Linked DNA regions of Mus musculus: region 2 is linked to region 1. A link is a contact called in public promoter capture Hi-C data. All regions are on one chromosome and are shown on one strand. Each heading gives the region's core, a stretch centred on a gene start, on an enhancer-like site or on the middle of the called end of the contact. The rest is flanking DNA. Distances are from core to core; before and after follow the strand shown.

The links. Promoter capture Hi-C pulls out the DNA fragments that hold promoters and counts their contacts.
Region 2: a promoter capture Hi-C map of the 3T3-L1 cell line shows a contact between it and region 1, with 4 times the contacts expected there. The contact joins the enhancer-like site here to the promoter of Colec10 in region 1. A contact is called at or near these places in 2 of 39 promoter capture datasets (both in the 3T3-L1 cell line) and 2 of 484 Hi-C or Micro-C datasets (cortical neurons and stem cell-derived neural stem cells).

The regions. Positions count from the first base shown.
Region 1 is chr15:54,409,141-54,412,765 of GRCm38.p6, reverse strand. Colec10 (collectin sub-family member 10) reads right to left here and starts at 1,992. Exons shown (of 6, transcript NM_173422.3): 1 at 1,841-1,992. The coding sequence starts at 1,988.
Region 2 is chr15:55,017,710-55,021,020 of GRCm38.p6, reverse strand. The region is part of intron 25 of Taf2 (TATA-box binding protein associated factor 2); the gene reads left to right. Among named protein-coding and RNA genes, the nearest start is that of Gm2491, 33 kb to the right of the region's middle. Within about 2 kb of position 1,875, at least 19 of the 459 cell types and tissues checked have an H3K27ac peak or open chromatin away from gene starts, as enhancers often do. A contact at or near this core is called in cortical neurons, where this site is marked.

The DNA.
Region 1 (3,625 bases), core at 743-3,242:
TGCACTAGGTGAAGACATGACTAAAGAAGACTTATGGATGCTACTGGTTCTCAATAAACTCCACGCTAGGTTGAAGGGATAAAATGAAATAAAGTTGTTTAATTTTTTGGAAGGTAGATGCCTTGTTTTTTTTTTTTTCTCTTATAAAAACTTGCATTGCTTCTCATCAGGTAGATGAGGGTCATCCTCAACTTGAAATTCCCCTGCTTCAACCTCCTGAATGTTGTGGTACCTGGCTGATTTTGCAGAAATTTAAGATTTTTACTCCATATTGCATGTGGCCTTTGGAAAGCCAGAACTAATGAATGTTTTTCTTAAGCTCATTCGGCAGACTTGTTCCTGTCAGTACAATTTCTGTTGTCATCTGCTCTGCAGTATCATGCCCAGGTCCCAACTCAATACCCTCTCAGAAAACCTATGAAAAACAACTTATCTCTTTATTGCTTATGACACTAATATATTTAGTGTACTGCTGTGCCTAAGATGGGGACTTAAAATATACAGTCAATGTCTAGTAGTTGAATTGCAAAGGACATAGTTGTTGGATGGGAATGTGTTATGTTCAGGGTATTTAATTAATAGCTTTTTGTGCATTCTTATTCCATTGTAAAAATTGCAGCTTTTCTTCAAGGGGGAAAAAAACCATCAACTAGATTCTCTCAGTTGCACATTTGAGGAAGACTTTAACATCCAGTCTTCAGGACACCACAGGGAAAATGCAATTTCCTTGTATTCTGAGAAAGGTCCAGTAATAGACTTCAGTAAATACTATTTCTAACCAAAACTTTCCTCTCTGAACATTTGCCCTTACATTATTCATTTATTCACCACGGAAATGATTTGGAAGCCCCAAGGTCTCACTGTGACTCCCTCCGTTTATTTTATGGTATCAAAGGTTAGAAGCTGGATTGCAATCACAGGAGAAAATTAATTCAATGATTAAGAAAAATGCACTTTAAGCAATACACATTTAAATAACTGACAAGCATCGAGCCATGTTTCTTTCCTGCCTTTCTTCTTTTAAATCTTTTTTTTTTCTATTTGAGATTTTTTTAGCAGCTACAATTCTTCCTTCCAATAGCCTCAGGAAGCATAGCATGAATTACTAATAGAACAGAACCAATCTGCAGTGCAGTGACCACTTTCAGAACAAAAGGGTAAGAGCTGACACAAGGAAAACAGATTTATTTAACTGCATGCCCACCCCTCCACCCAAGGAAAAAATATCAACAACAGCTAGTGCTAGAAGGGGATTTGGACCTTAGACCTTGACTCTACTTGGGGAGGGGGGGAAGCAATATTTTACCATTCTCCACTGAAGGCAGTTGACCTCAGAGATTCCACTTTCAAATAAAAATATTCGTTTGTATTCTACTTTGGATCTTTAGTTAAAAATAATCTTCCACATTGGAACTTAGGAAACCATTAATTACAAAAGATATACTCTAGAAAAAAAAATTTGCCTCCTAGCTAAATTTCTCTTTAGAATCAATATGAGTGAGGAAAGAGAAGAAGGAAGGCAGCTCTAGAATAAAGGAAAGTGGTCTAACCAAAAGGTTATGAATCCTCACCCCCATCTAAACGCACTGGAAGAGGGTCTCAGGGTCCTCAGTGTTCGACATCACACTTTTATCCTAGGATTCCACCCTTTTCCACCTTCTCTAACTTACAATCCAGGGAAGCCTATAGGAAATAACTAATAGTCTACTGATTTGAAAAATAGACAGGAAATCAGAGGAAACTCAGAAGGAGGGGGAGAGAAGCCACACAGCAGCTAGGGTGGCTTTGAGGCGAGGAAATAGATCCATATATTGTATGAGATTTGAGGTTTCTTCCTCACCTTTAGGTCCTGGTGAAATGGTATGTGTGGCACAGACTTCTGCAGCTGATCGACTATCAACATCCAGACCCAGACTCTGAAAGTGCAAGAGAGCTAGCAGCAACAGCATGGATAGGTTGCTTCGAAGCAGGACTCTAAAGCCATTCATGACTGTGATTCTTCAACAGAGGGTCTCCAAGACACACGAAATAAACAGCATTATTTTTTTTTTAAAGTAAAACCTTCTGCTACAAACTAAAACAAGGAGGTATCTGGAAAGTACATTCCAGAAATGGCTGCAAAGGCAAGCAAGGAGGCATTCCCTTGGTTGTTTACTTTCTCAGGATCCCAAATGGACCATACATTGTCCAGACTGTTTCTTTTCCAATGACAACAGTTTATTGAAAATTATCTCTAAACTAAACACTCAGATATTCAGGTCAGTGCAAACCTCTCCATAAGCAGAGAGTACAGAGCTAACTGGTGCTTAGACCTCCAGCTGGCTCTGTAGTTTGCATTGAGTTGAATTCTGGGAGTGATGGGGAGGTTGTGACCTGAGATTTCTGCACATTTTGCAAGCATCAGGCATGGCTTTGAGTTTCTCATAATGGAGTGCTCGTGACTGAATGTGGCAGTTGATCACAGATGTTGTTAATAATTTCTATGACATACCTCTTTCTCTTGAGAGCATAAATTACCCTGAGAGTAAGCTCCAAATGAATGAATTTTTTTCTGTAAGTCAATCTGGTAATAAGAATGAAAGCTATTAAAAATGCATATAATTATGGTCTGGCACTTGTCCTTCTAGCACACTATCTCAAGGAAATAACATAAAATGAAGACAGCTTTATTTGGAAAATGGGACAAGATAGGAACAGATATGATTTGTCTCTCTCCACAATAATAGCTGACAAGTTATGGTAAAATACAAATATGTGCGTGTGATGTTTGTAGCAAGTTCTTTACTTAATTGTGGAGAAAGTGTCCAATTATATTTCTTAAATGACAGATGATTTTTATATAGACTGTATGGATTTGAGACAGACGGGTAGACATTATGGTGATCGAGGTCCCTGTATTTCTCTGTATATCTGTATTCTCATCTAACAGTGTGTTTCACTATGAACAGTCTAGATTTGATTGTAACTTATTAGAAAATTAGAATCAGTCATTTACATTGAAAAGACCTTTTCTATTCTTTTTAAAATTTGTGTTTCGCTGTATCTTTCCATGTCCCTACCCCTCACTTCCTTTCTAGCCCCTTTCCCTCTTCCCCATCTTCCTCCTCTTCTTCCCCCTCCTCTTCCTCCTCCTCCTTCCCCTGTGCGCTCTCTCTCTCTCTCTCTCTCTCTCTCTCTCTCTCTCTCTCTCTCTGCCCTGTGTGAAGAAGTCGACATTAGTTGTCAATCAAGTGCTCTCTACCTTATTTTCTGCTATAATGTCTTACTGTACCCAAAACTTGCCAACTTGGCTAGGGTGACCAGCCAGGACGTTCCTAGGGCCTCCTGTTTCCATATCAAGCACTGGGATTACAGGTACTGGGATGCCACTGTGTCCAGATTTTTTTTTTTTTAACATGGGTGACGGGTATCAAACTCAGGTACTCATGCTTTTATGGAAAACACTTTACCAACTGATTTATCTCCCTAGGCTCTTATATTCTTTATTATTGAGTTATTATATTAATAGATCTACTATATAGAATTGGATAAAAGGCATTCCAAAACCATTCCTTGGTTTGGAAATGAAATTCTTACAGGTACGACTGAGATAGTCCCTAAGAGACATCATTACAAGGAATAGCCA
Region 2 (3,311 bases), core at 626-3,125, 610 kb before region 1:
TACGAGAGAAAGCCACATAGTGATGTCACTTGTGAAGACTGGGGTTTCCAAAGTCATCAGTAACCCTTGAGCAGCTATGGCTATGGGCTTATGCCTCCGTGGCTGGATCTTGCTTTGATACAGAAGAGTAATGCTTATCCATGTGAGGAAGGAGCTCAGGGACCAACTGTGATTAATAAGTAGACTTCAGCCAAAAGCAACAGCTCAGAATACTTCAGTGTTAAGAACACAGATCATTGTCTGCCAAAAGCTTTTTGTGAGGTGTGTGTGTACCTTTATTGTAGTAGATTCACACAATATGTTTCAGAAGGAATCCAGCTGGGACTTGGCCTTGTATTTCCATGAGTGAAGGGCTTGGGGGATTAATTCTTTGGCTCCTTCTCCCATTTTCTCCTTCCTCACTTCTCTCACCTCTCTTTTTGCCCTTTCCCTCCTTACTCCTTCGTGTGTGTGTGTGCGTGTGTGCGTGTGCGCGCACGTGTGTGTGCATTTTGAATTTCAAATATAGCTTTTCCCTAACACATTGATACACTGGAAAAAAGGTAACTGTGTGAAACATAAGAAAAGCTCTTTGATAGACTACAAATAAGCAATAGAAGTACCTTCCTTTCTCATTTGGACTTTTATTTATTTGCATGAATGTGTGTGCACGTATGTCACAGTGCACATGGAGAGGGCAGTTTCAGCCTTGGTGGTAAGCATCATCAACTGCTGAGCCATTCTGCTGGGCCCAGGGAGTAAAGTTTCACTCCTAACTGGTGTGACAGTATTCCTGTAGGAGCATCACTCACAAATCACCTTTTGGGATCAAGTAAGTTAGAGGTGGCCATGTGTGGGAGTGAGATTGGTCTGTGGCTGAGTTAGGGTCCTGAGAGAAAGAGAAGAGTGGTAAGGGAAGCTGTGGCCTCCCTTCCATTTGCAAACTCGAGAGGAAGGAGCACACGTGGGCTTTGGGGGGACATGTCCAGCTGAGGTCTCTTTCATTCATGCTCGCTAAAACGTATGGAAATGTTTGCTCTAGTTGACTCCAAACGGAGAGATGGCATATAAAATCTAGTAGACTTGCAGCTCTTTTCGAAGTGCTTAAGTGAAACTCCTTCAGCAGGGTTGCTCTACTCGTGTGCTGTTTCCTCGGGTTCCGAGCTGTTGAGTGTGGGTCCCTTGCTTCCTCTGCTCACAAAGTGAAGCGACATCTCATATGTCTTAATGACTTAGAGCCAAGGACCCAGATGATATTCAAGAACAGAAATGTGTTACAAACCTCATCTAGGAGAGATAGAAACAAACGATGCCGCTCTAAGGGAGCTGAAGGAGAGAGGCTTATTTTGTTAGTAGAGGACAGTGATGATGTACTTTTAACGCCTCCTACACACACACACACACACCACACACACACACGTGCACATTTGAAACACACACAGCTCCAGGTACACACACACACACACACACACACCCCGAGGCCTGCAGCGGGCCCCCCCACCCCCTGCATTCTCCCTCTTCTTGTGTATGAGGGTAAAAAAGATGTGTTAAATGCGTATGATTTTGTGCAGGTGGTAGGGCAGGCTGTGGGATAACCAAGGAGAGGTGTGAAAATGGTCCCTTCACCCACTCCCTTTCCCTGCCCCTGTCCCGAAGGAAGGAAGAGAATAGGCAGGAAGGGCCCAGTGGTTCTGAGAGAGACAGGTTTGAGCATCATAGATCTCCCTCCCAGCACTGAGCCCCCTTTCTTCCACTGCAAGGTTGCAGGCATCAGGACTGTCTCCTGGGTTTATTTAGTGATGGCAAGAATGAGAAACAGAGGGCTAGGGGGTGATGGTGGAGCAGATGAAACTCCCTAGTGATTTCTGGGGGGAAGAGGGGAGTCTTGCAGCTGCCTTGCTCAGGCTGCTGGGTTATGTAATGCCTTCTTGCATAATTCAGAAAATACAACTCTAGTTCTTGAAATCTTACTTTGAAATTAAAACAATTTGTTTTTCAAAGCTTGTATGCTTTCCCTAGAGATCTTTTTTTGGAACTCAAGATGAAAAACAGACTTTTTTTTTTTTTAATCTTTAGATTACAATGATGTATTTCAACATCTTATTTTTCTATTTAATCTAAAGAACCAAAGAGCAGAATTCATGTCTTTTCTAACAAACTATAGACTTTGTATTGAATATGAACGTATACCTAATATAAATGAAGTCAATAAAATTAACAGATTGTTCAGTGTTTCTTACATGTTCTTATTAGATGGACTGTTGAGCTTGCAAGTTAGGCTTTTATTAAGTACATTTGTTTGTTTCAGATCTGTTATATTGACTACAGCTTGTTTGTTTAACATGATTTTACATTGGGCAGAACAATTGGGAATATCTTTTGCATAACACAAATGAACATCTTACAGGATTTTGAATTATGTGTGTCTCGATCTCTGAAATAGAGAAGGTGTTTCAAATCACTAAAGGGGTTTTGACGAGCCGAGCCCATCCTCCTCGGTCCTCTGCCCATGAGAGTGTATTTGTGACATCAGTGCCCACAGGAAGCCCACAGCAGTCCTTTTGATGGTTACCTTTTAAATTTATACTCCCGTCTATAGCTTCTCTCCCTCCCCTTTGCCATATATGTTCGTCACATTTTTATCTGTAGTTATTAGTTGTTAACACAATTGAGTTCCTTGTGACTTTTGTGTATTACAGTCCCGTCTAGACACGTAATTGGAGGCAGGTGTGCTGGTACTGTGTATCTTCATTTGGAAGTACCAGTAGCCAGTTGACTCTTTTTGCAAGGTTAACTATTGTGGTTAGTCAGGATCTAGATGCATTAACTCATTGTGGATTACAAAGTAATGTTATTCTAATTAATCTTTCCATTTTTATTTATAGGATGTATTGTTTCTCTAAAGCTAAATTCCCTTTTACTATTACTCATTGGTATGAGCCATATAGGAAAGTCTAGATAAATGCCTAATTCTCTCTGTATTTAATAATTTTTAAAAACAATGAGTTTATTGACCACATATTTTAATGGTGATCAGTTCAGAGTATTTATTATCCAGGATTAGTATTGGAATTGTTGTATCTTTGAACATCTTTAAAGGCTGCCTCCTGAGTCAGTTAGGCAAGACTGAGTTCCTTGTTGTTGTATCGAATGCTTCAGGCTCATCCTATAAATATTCTGACTCAAACTGGACTCAGTGCTTTGTCACAGGAACCATTGATTCTGCTACCCAGGTTCTTAAAGCTACTTAACTTCCTGTGTTCTCATAAAAGTCAAGCAAAATTTAAGATGTGTAGGCAGGGTATCCTATTCTGAGCAATGGGGCCTGCAGG